Regions from separate parts of the Mus musculus genome. Here region 2 is linked to region 1. Evidence: chromatin contacts called from public HiChIP or PLAC-seq data. All regions are on one chromosome and are shown on one strand. The core of a region is the stretch at or near the end of the contact, and the rest is flanking DNA. Distances in the headings are between cores, read along the strand shown.

Evidence for each region. HiChIP or PLAC-seq counts read pairs in DNA pulled down with a chosen protein or histone mark.
Region 2: an H3K27ac HiChIP or PLAC-seq map of extraembryonic endoderm stem cells shows a contact between it and region 1, with 16 times the contacts expected there. The contact joins two enhancer-like sites. A contact is called at or near these places in 2 of 484 Hi-C or Micro-C datasets (embryonic stem cells and extraembryonic endoderm stem cells) and 3 of 115 datasets of contacts at active chromatin or transcription factors (extraembryonic endoderm stem cells, stem cell-derived neural progenitor cells and trophoblast stem cells).

What each region holds. Positions count from the first base shown.
Region 1 is chr8:117,973,221-117,978,197 of GRCm38.p6, reverse strand. No RefSeq gene overlaps it. Among named protein-coding and RNA genes, the nearest start is that of Gm39262, 27 kb to the right of the region's middle. Within about 2 kb of position 2,482, at least 1 of the 459 cell types and tissues checked has an H3K27ac peak or open chromatin away from gene starts, as enhancers often do. A contact at or near this core is called in extraembryonic endoderm stem cells, where this site is marked.
Region 2 is chr8:118,827,789-118,832,765 of GRCm38.p6, reverse strand. All of the region lies in intron 4 of Cdh13 (cadherin 13), which reads right to left. Among named protein-coding and RNA genes, the nearest start is that of Gm31893, 230 kb to the left of the region's middle. Within about 2 kb of position 2,330, at least 34 of the 459 cell types and tissues checked have an H3K27ac peak or open chromatin away from gene starts, as enhancers often do. A contact at or near this core is called in extraembryonic endoderm stem cells, where this site is marked.

The sequences.
Region 1 (4,977 bases), core at 1,233-3,732:
GCCTCAGCAGCTCTGTGCTTCTGCCCATCCCAGAAGCTGTCCAGTTCTCTGGCGCACCCTCTCACCTGTTCAGACTAATTTCCTAGGTCCCGCGGAGTCCCGGAACCCAGATCTGGTTGTGTGCTCTTGATAAAGCCGCTGACTATACTGACTCTCTTTAGCTCTGATGTGCCGAGGCCTATTTTTCTACAACCCACCTACCACGTGAGCTGTTATAATTCTTCTTAACCAACTACAGTCTGCCTTCTTCATAGTTAAACCCTCATTCACAGGCACCATATAATTCTCACATTTTTTTAAACCTCATCTGAAACACTGGAGTCTCTGGTTCCCTTGTAGTTAATGTGATTATTAGTGGGATTCCGTTTGACTCTTCTCTCTTTTTTTCATTTGTTTCCAATTTATTCCATCTGCTCCTTTGTTGCTTCTTTCTTTATTATTTTGAGTAAAATGAATACCTTTCATTACTCCAATTTATCTCCCTTATTTGAGTTTTTAGTTATATTATTTTATGCTACATTTTTAGTGATTTCTCCATCTATAAAAGTCTCATTTGAGCCACATATGTATATTACAGAAAAGCTAAGTTCCCTTGTTATATTAACAAAATTAAAGGAAATAATTGACATTAAATTAATAATTCTTTTATTGGGAATAGGGAGATGGCTCAGTAGATGAAGTCCTTGCCGTGAAAGCAATAAGGACCAGAGTTAGGTTTCCTAAAACAAGAGCACAGTACGTGCTTATGAACTACGCACTCAGGAGGCAGAGACAAGCAATCCCCATGAGAGGCTTTCAAACTAGATTAACCAGAATGGGCTAGCTCCAGAGTCAGTGAGAGATACTGCCTCAATAAATAAACTGAAGAACAACCAAAGAAGACACCTGACACCAACCTCAGACCTCCCCAACCATGAATGTACATTTTCATAGCCATCTGTCTACACCCACACAAATAGGAAAGCATACAACACAGGCAAACACACACACAACAGACACGCAAAGATTAACGACAAATACTGCAAACCCAACATACTCAAAAATACTACATTTCAACAAATAACAAACATAAAAGATAGTACTGAGAGATCGTATATTCTGGAAGTTCCCTCATGCTGAGTCTTGAAATCTAATATTCATTTTATACCCACAGTTAAAATGACAATAGTTCTGACAGAAAAGCCACAGCAAAACGAATGTTGCAAGAGGAAAAGGCAGTCTCACTTTGAGTTCTCATTTGAACTCTGATTAGTTAAAACCATAAGTCTTGTTTGAGGGGGATCGATAGTTGTATTTTAAGTGCTCAGTGGCCCCCGGCTGGCTACTATACTGAAGAGAATGAGTGTTTACTAACTTGAATTACTCTACCACTTCACTCAGAATAAGTGCTCTTGAAAGAACTGTCTTATCTACCCCTCCCCGCCCTCTGTGCTGTTTTGCATATCTTTTTCTACATTTATAGCAAAGATCGAGATAACATGTAGCTATTTTCATTTTAAATATCAATATCCCTTTATATACTTTGTATGCATAAAAATAATTTGCTCCAGGCAGTAAAATGCTTTCCTGTGCATACATAGAGGCCTGAAATCAAATCCCTAACAACCAGATAAAATCGGGGTGTGATGACACATGCCTATAATACCAGCCCTGAAAGGCAGAGACAGGACGATTCCTGAAACTCTCTGGCTAGCTAATCTGACTAAACTGGCGAGCTTCAAATCAGTGTGAGACCCTGTCTTTTTTTTTTGGGGGGGGGGGGGGTCAAGACAGGATTTCTCTGTATAGCCCTGGCTGTCCTGGAACTCACTCTGTAGACCAGGCTGGCCTTGACCTCAGAAATTTGCCTGCCTCTGCCTCCCAAGTGCTGGGATTAAAGGCGTGTGCCACCACTGCCCAGTGAGACCCTGTCTTTAAAACAAAGTGAAGAAGTTACTGACCTCTGCCCTCCACACACACATGTAAACCAAGGCTACACACTCCTTTGTACACACACACAAGAACATCCACACGCATTAACTAATTAAATAAAACACTTTCTACCTGGGTTCTGTGGTGGTCATTTGCAATCCCAGCACTCAGAAGTTGGAGATAGAAGGATTGTGAGTTCCGGGCTAGCCTGAACTACATAAGAAGACTATCTCTAAAAAATGAAATCCAAAACTCAGGTTTAACATTTACCTACACTTGGACATTTTGTGGGGCTCTTCAGTTCTTCCTGAATCCCTGAGTTCCCATCTGGCATCCTTTCTCTTTAGCTTGGAGGGTTTCTTTTCCATCCCCTGTAGGTCTAATCTGCTGGCCATGCATTCTCTCTTATCCTCATCAAATAAAATGCCTTTAGTTTGACTTTACTTTTAAGTATGTTTTTGCTGGATACAGAGTTCTGGGTTGAGAGTTTTTGTTAGTATCTCAGCCCTCTCTAAAGAAGCCATTCCATTGTCTTGGAGCCGCATTGTTTCTGCTGAAATGTCTGCTCTGATTCTTAACGGTGCCCCTGTATCTAACAGGCATTCATTTTCCTCTCGGGCTAACTTCACCGCTTCCCTTTAACTCTTTTGCTTTTATCGGCTTGACTACAATGTTACAGATAAGTTTCTCTTAAAAAGAAAAAAATTCCTACTTAGTGTTCACTGAAATTTTCTTGTAACAATGAGTCGCTGGGATCCAATTTTCAAATGTTCATCCAGCACACTTTGTTTCAGCTATTCACCTGCCACCACTTCTCCTCTCTACCTGCACTCGAAAATAAAAAAATAATAAAAAAATAAAAAGTAGAAAGAAAGGAAGAAAGGAAGGAAAAGCAAAGGGCTTGTTTCATTATCTGATACCCCTTCAAAGACTACTGCTGTTATGCTAAATTTCCTTTCTCCATTCTTACCCCCATTCCCTTTATTTTTGGCTTGCTCTCTCTCTCTCTCTCTCTCTCTCTCTCTCTCTCTCTCTCTCAGCTTTCTGGCTCCCAAGGGCCTGACTTCACGTTCAAAGCTCCTTTCTTCTGCGGTGTCCATCTGCACTCTGCACTTTTTTAATTTGACTATTCTCAGGCGTGGCTGTCGATCTGTCTCTTTTTAAAGGCTCCGCCATGAAATTCCCCATCACTCACTAAATTACTCATCTCCTATGGACGTTTTAAGTATTTTACTATTGTCACTTCGAAAGCTCTCAGGGAAACCACCAGTAACTTCAGCTGGCTCTGGCTCGGACTCACTCACCTCACCTTTGTTTTCTCTCTTGGCATATCTAATTTTGACTGCATGACAAACATTCTCTGGGACCACCAGTTCTTCACTCATGAGCTCAGCCCTTTACACGGCTTCCTATCCGCAGCTCTTTGCAGCCTTTAAGGTGGAGCAAGGCTGTGTTGTAAACATGCACCTGGTGACTTGAGATTCTGCTATTAAGGGCAGGAACTCTTTCATGTCTCTGGACCCTTGACAGACGGGAAACCCTTTCATTTAAGTTTTCTCATATAATTAACATGCCCCAAGCCTAGTAGCTTCAAACAGCAGTCTTTTAGTTAGCTCACATTTCTGTGGGTTGACAGTTTGGCCTGGAACCAACTGGGTGCTTTTTCTCATCTCAGTTGGGGTCCGCATGCATCTGGTCAGCTTGGAAGATGCCCTTCTGAGTGATGTCGCAACATGCACGCCCGGGTGACCTTCATCTCATCCTACAGAAACATGTTTGCATTTGTTCACGCCAACTGGAGAGCACGGTCATCCAGAGCAGGAAGGTCCCCTTGCCTGCTGGCAGATTTGCCACATTCTCATGTACAAAGTTGCAAGGTCAGCCTGGATCCAAGAGATAGGTGTGCAGCTTTCCCCTTGGTAGAAAAAGCTTCAGAGTCAACAGCAGCAGCAAGGACACACAGCAGAGTTGAGGATCAGAGTGATTTTTACAATCTACCAAGGGCAATAACGGTTTGTTCTTTTGAATTCTTTTCATTTTTCCATCCAGCATTCAAATTTGAAGTTTTCAAAGATAATTTTAAAAAATCTATGCTTTGTGCTTCTCAGAAAAAAAATAATGAATCATAGATTATAATAATTCAGAACTAAAATGTACAATCCTTGAATGCCAACTATGTGGGCTGAATAGGCCGGGATTATGGCAGTGGGGGTGGGGCGGGTACTCTGCAGTAGCCTACAGAGTCTGCATTTGGAACAGTGCTAGGCCTAGGAGTGGCGCACACTCTAAGACCAGGATTGTCTAATCGGGGCAAGTAAGAAAGAACGGAATCAATGTGGATCATGGCTATATAGTTCATGTAGGGAAGGCGCCCACTGCACTGTTGAACCATCACAACTGTGTCTGACTGCCCGAGATCAGCAAAAGATTCAGCTATCAGTCTTCTGAGGTGGGAGGTACTCACAGGGCCCCGTCCATCTGTGGCGGAGAATCACTAGGGAGTTAATACTTGCAAAGACGTTTACTTTGGTGATCAATTGCCCAAGCTTCTGTAAGCAAGCCCTTGCCCTGTTCCTATAACTAAGCCTTTTAAACCCATTGGTTCATTGCCCCCCTACTCCAAATAAAAGAAGGAAAAGGAAGAGGAGGAGGAGGAGGAGGAAGAGGAAGGGGAGGGGGAGGAGGAGGAGGAGGAGGAGGAAGAGGATTGAAGGGATCTGACCTGCTTATCTTGAACTGGAACATCTGCACTGACGAGCCAGTGTGTTTCAAATACATATAAACCTGTCTGAATTAATCCTTTGTTTAAAATGTGGGATGAGAGATTATTATATCTGAATTATTTTTATTGAGACATAACATATACCATAAAACACAGACAACATTCTGTGCTTAATTCAGTGGTTTTTATGGTATTCATAACGATACACAATAGTTACCATCTAATTCTAGAACATTTTATTCATTCCCCAAAGAAAACTCACATCCTGAATACTTCCTCCTCCTTCTTCCTTCTTTGCAGCCCTTGGAAGTCCACTGACCAGCTCTGGGTGTGCAGCTGTGTCT
Region 2 (4,977 bases), core at 1,081-3,580, 850 kb before region 1:
TTTAGCAGGAATGACAGTGAGTATAAATGTCCCCTTTTTTGTGTATGACATCACAGGCACGTTACTTATCCTTACTGAACGTCTCTTTGTAAACAGCTTCTCAAATTTGAAACAGGAACCCCACCTTTGAACAACCATTCCCACGATGTCCGGCGCGTGACTATCTTAGTTGTACACTGTGAACAAAGCTACTGCGAACATGTCCCTGAGAGGGCAAAGGTACTCTGCATTTGGAGTTGTTCTTTAGGGCAAATCCTCAAAGTTGGAGGGAAGACTCAAACACTGAGAAGGGTTCATCTTCTTATGGTTATTCTTCTTCAGTCAGCCTTACACAGATTTTGCTATCTGTATGTGAAAAAGACTACCACCATTAGCTTGAAATTCCAGTGAGGCACGATGTGGTATATCAGGGAGGGAGGGAGACTGTCAGTGATGGCAAGGGAGGCTACAGAGACAAGAGTTTTGCAGCTTCCATGCTTTCTGCAAACGACAATGGCTGTGTTGGTGGTGGCTGGCCTGATGCTGTTACTGCCACAAACCTGCTCTCAGGTACTCCCCCCCCCTCCCCCTGTATCCAACTTGAGAAGGTGGCTAAGTGGAGCCCACTTCTATCTTCAAGCCAGTTATTTGCTACTAAACTGCTTTTCCTTAAAGTTCCTTTTCATCCAAAAGAAAAGAAGATTTAGTTAAGTCATTTTCTTTTTATCCAAGAAAAGCAAAGGGCACGGATTGACCAGCCCCATCGAGCTGCCTTTTGTTTTGACGATGACGGGAATGGCTGTCATCTGAGGGAGCCCTGAATGGAGTGAGAAATATCCATCGTCAGCGCGGGATAGCTCAGGCTGCTGGGAGACCTGACACGGTTCCATTTGTGTTTCCATCCTTCCTAATCAAGTTTCTGCCTCTTCCTGTAATGGAAGTCACATTCCGGGGAGAGAAAAGAAAACAAAGCCTCTGCCTCTAAAAACTGTGCTGGGCTGGGCCCTTAATAGTGAGCGTGAGAACAGAAAGCTCAGGCTCCCCAGATCGCTGTGTGAGGACGGGAGAGGAGTGGTGAGCCCTGCTGGCCTCATCTCAGCCATCTTAGTGTGGACTGAGCTTGTGGCTCTGTGGCAGGGTTCTTGTTTGACAGTCCCTTTGGACTCCATGGGAGACGAAGCAAACAGAAGGGACAGCATCAGCACTGTGGGGCAGACAGCTTCCCAGGGGCCTTGCTTTATATTTTGACACTGACTTCTGTAATCCAAGCAGCCTGTGTGTCAGCCTCACTTTCCAAAGATGGAGGCGGAACCTTAACTAGTAGAGCAGGGTTTTCAGGCAAAGCTGTCCATCAGATCTGAGACCTGCTGGACCTCAGGCTGAATGCTTCCCTTTGGCCCTCCCCGGTTCTGGTGTGGGGGCCGACCCTGATCTAAGCTAGAGGGGCAGATCTAACACTAAATCGATGCTGTGATGTAAAAGAGAGCACGGATATGCTCTGCGTGTGAGCAGCACTCTTGCACACGTGGACTGCTCGGAGTGAGGGGCAGGGCCTGTCTGCTTTGCCTTGAAACACAGTGCCTGTGCTTTCCCATCCTACAGAGAACACAGGCTCTACATGGAAAGAGTGGGCTTCCCTCCCAGTTCAGAGGAGGGGAATCAAGCCCTCTGTGCATCATCCATTGGAGGTGGGGTTCAGAGCATCGGGCTCAAGCTTCAGGTTCAAGTTCTTATTCATACCTCGATTATCCACTTTCGGAGAAACCGTCACTAAATCTCTCTAAGCCTCAGCTCTCTCTGATGTGAGGAGGGCCTGGTACCCACAGGAGACTTGCTAGGGGGACTAGGGTGAGCAGTGCAAGGGGAGAGCTGCCATTGAGGACACCCTGTCACCTGCCATTCAGCACAGGTTCTGCACCTCCCTGGATGCTGGCAATACTGTTCGCAGTATTATCTGCAGATGCACACACCCTCACTCCGCCGGGGGGGGGGGGGGGGGGGAGCCAGACAGCCACAGAGTGCCTGCTGTCTCTCTCTCTCTCTTCCTCCTGATCCTCTCCCTCCTCACCCCCTCCCTATTTCTTCCCCACCCCATGACAGGGGCTCAGATGATCTCTAGTTCTCATTCTCCTGTCTCAGCATCCCCCAAGCACTTGGATTTCATGCATATACTAGCACACCAGCGTCTTTCTTCAGTTTCACTGAAGTGGTTTCTGTGGTTTGGGGATGAAGACAATTATACCATGGAAACTGCAAATAAAACCACATCCCCACCTCTGAGATACGCTTGCCTGTGAGTCATGTGTAACAATTGTTCCCCTCAGATCCCTGGGCACGTGCCTGGGCATGCCTCCTTGATATACACAGCTCAGGCTACCTAAAGTAAGGGAACAGTCAGCCCCCACGCCCAACTCCCTGAATCTAAGACTGCAGGAGGCTTCGTGACCACACACACACACACACACACACACACACACACACACACACACACACACACTTGCAGCTCAACCCTCCCCCTTAGAGATAGCAGCGTGGAGTCGCTAGTTCTACGCTCACGAAGGTGGCTGTGGCTAAGGAGACCTTGATCCTGTTCCTTTGCGCCACCCGGATTTATGTTTCTTCTTTGGACTCAGCTCTGGGGAAATTACTTTTCTCCAAGTGTGATGTCTCTTTTATGTGGGAGATGGGCGGGGACTGGGGGAAGCAGCATCCGTTACCTATCATCCTGTGATAACATCTAGAAGTGAGAAAACACACACTGGCATCATTCAGAGAACCCTTCCAAAGGTGGCAACTCCTCAGCTCAGGGCTGACATCCCTTGTCCCTTTATTTGCCCGGCCCCAATCCTCTATAGAGACGATTTCACCATGGCTCCTAACACGTAGCAGACATGGCTGGATGGACTGTCAGTGTTGAAGAATACCACTGTGCATGTGAGGCAGCCACTCTGCATTTGTGAATGCTAATCCCCAAGATCAGACTCTGAGGAGACTCTCTGGGAGGGCAGAAGGCAGAGAAGTTTCTAGAAAGAGTGCCCAGCAGCAGGATACAGGTCATGCCTGGCGACCCATGAACTTTCCTTTGGGTCCATCCTCATGTCTCCTCACTGTCCTCACACTGTCCTCACACTGTCCTCACACTGTCCCCTCACTGTCCTCACACTGTCCCCTTTCACCCCACCCCTCATCATGTTCCCCTCAACTCCCACCATCAGATAAACCTAAGACATGAGCAGTGGCATTCTTACGTTGATTTTGCCCACTGGGGAAATTGAGGCACAGAGGTTAAGGATTTGGTCCAAGCTCTTATAAATTTGCATCATCAGCAGCTGACAGAGAAAATAACAAACTTCTTGAAGTTGATGTGCACAGCAGCAGCTCTGGTTACCTACACATGATCAGCACAAGAAACAGTTAACACTGCAGCAGGCATGGGTGGGGGGAGGGGTTGGAGTTCCACTCTTGGCTGTGGATCTATTGGCAGCTTATAGCACCTGAGGGAGGGAATCGCCTTCTTTTCTGGATATGACCACTGGTAGGTTCCTCATGGCCCAGTATGAGCCACACATTTAATCTTTAAAATTTATGTGTATTTGTGGATGCAGTTGTGCATGTGTGTGTAATACCTACAGAGGTTAGAAGAGGGTGTCAGATCCCCTAGAGCTGGAGTCACAGGCAGTCGTGAGCCACCCAGTGTGGGTACTGAGAGTACCTACATTGCTGCAAGAACAATAAGTGTCTCTCAACTGCTGAGCCGCCTCTCCAGATCCTGACTCAGGGGGTTCTTAACAATAGAAAGAAATAAATAAAAAGAGTACCTAGCATGACTTTGGTAGGGAACTGGGATGGGGACACTTACTGGGTATTGTCAGGAGGTGACATATATGGTCAATGTGCATTATATAAATGCATGAAATGCAAAGAATAAAAAATGTTATTAAAAAGCCAACTCACGTGATAGATTATGTTGCTTACACAGGGGGCTGAGCCCTGACAAGCAGTCACATCTTATGACCCTTCCTTAAGCGGTATGAGGTAGAATCTTGTTTCTATCTTCCAAGTCCAAACCCAAGGCTTAGGCAGGCTAAGAGACTCCCCAGCGGACACTTAGATATGCGTGTCCTTTGAACTTTTGTCCTAAGTCACTACATTAAATAGTCAGATCGACGGTCTACAAGAATTTAACCAAATAAGCATATCTCTAGCCCAAAGCCTGCCCTCTAGGTGACCAAAACGAGCAAGCCGAGAAATGGTCAAGCCGCTTGTTCTGGCCAACTTAGTAAATTACACAGGAACAAAGGGGGATTCAATCAATTGCTTAGCAATTAGCCATTATGAAAAGATACAGAGAAAAATCCAATGGGCTGTTTGGTGGAGCAGGAAGCATTTTAAATGTCACCACAGTGAGAGAAATATTTGAAGATCTGTCTTCATAATGGTTAACTAATTGCAATCTTCAAATTTTATTGCCTTGGAAAAATAACTCAATTCCAGAGATAGAACATTAACACTTGGGGACATTTCTCTCTTTTCTTTGTTAGCATGGAAGAGAAGTACATAAGTGGATGAATCTCAGTAATTTAAAGGGACTGCTTCCCAACTAATGATCAGGAACCCCATGGGCAGCATTGACTGTCAGTGACCATGTTACTACCCAGCAACCTGCGGCAACTTGTGGTAGGTGTTTCTGTCATAGGGAATCGCAATGGCAAAGAGACATTGGGATCTCTCTCTCCAAATGCCAAGTTCTGTTTAATGAAATTCCAGTGCTGCATAGACAGCTACACCCTGGCAGAACCATGGAGACTGGTAACTACACATTTACATAGTAAGCCCCGCCCCCTTCTTGTACTAGTCCTGCCTGTTGAGTGAGGATAGCAAGAGACAAGTCCAACTGTTCTCATTTTTCACCCACAGGGGAATGAACTTCAGGACAAATGGAACCTAGTGGCTTCAGGAATGGGTGTTTGTCAAACCGTCTCCCCGGGGCAAAGTCTG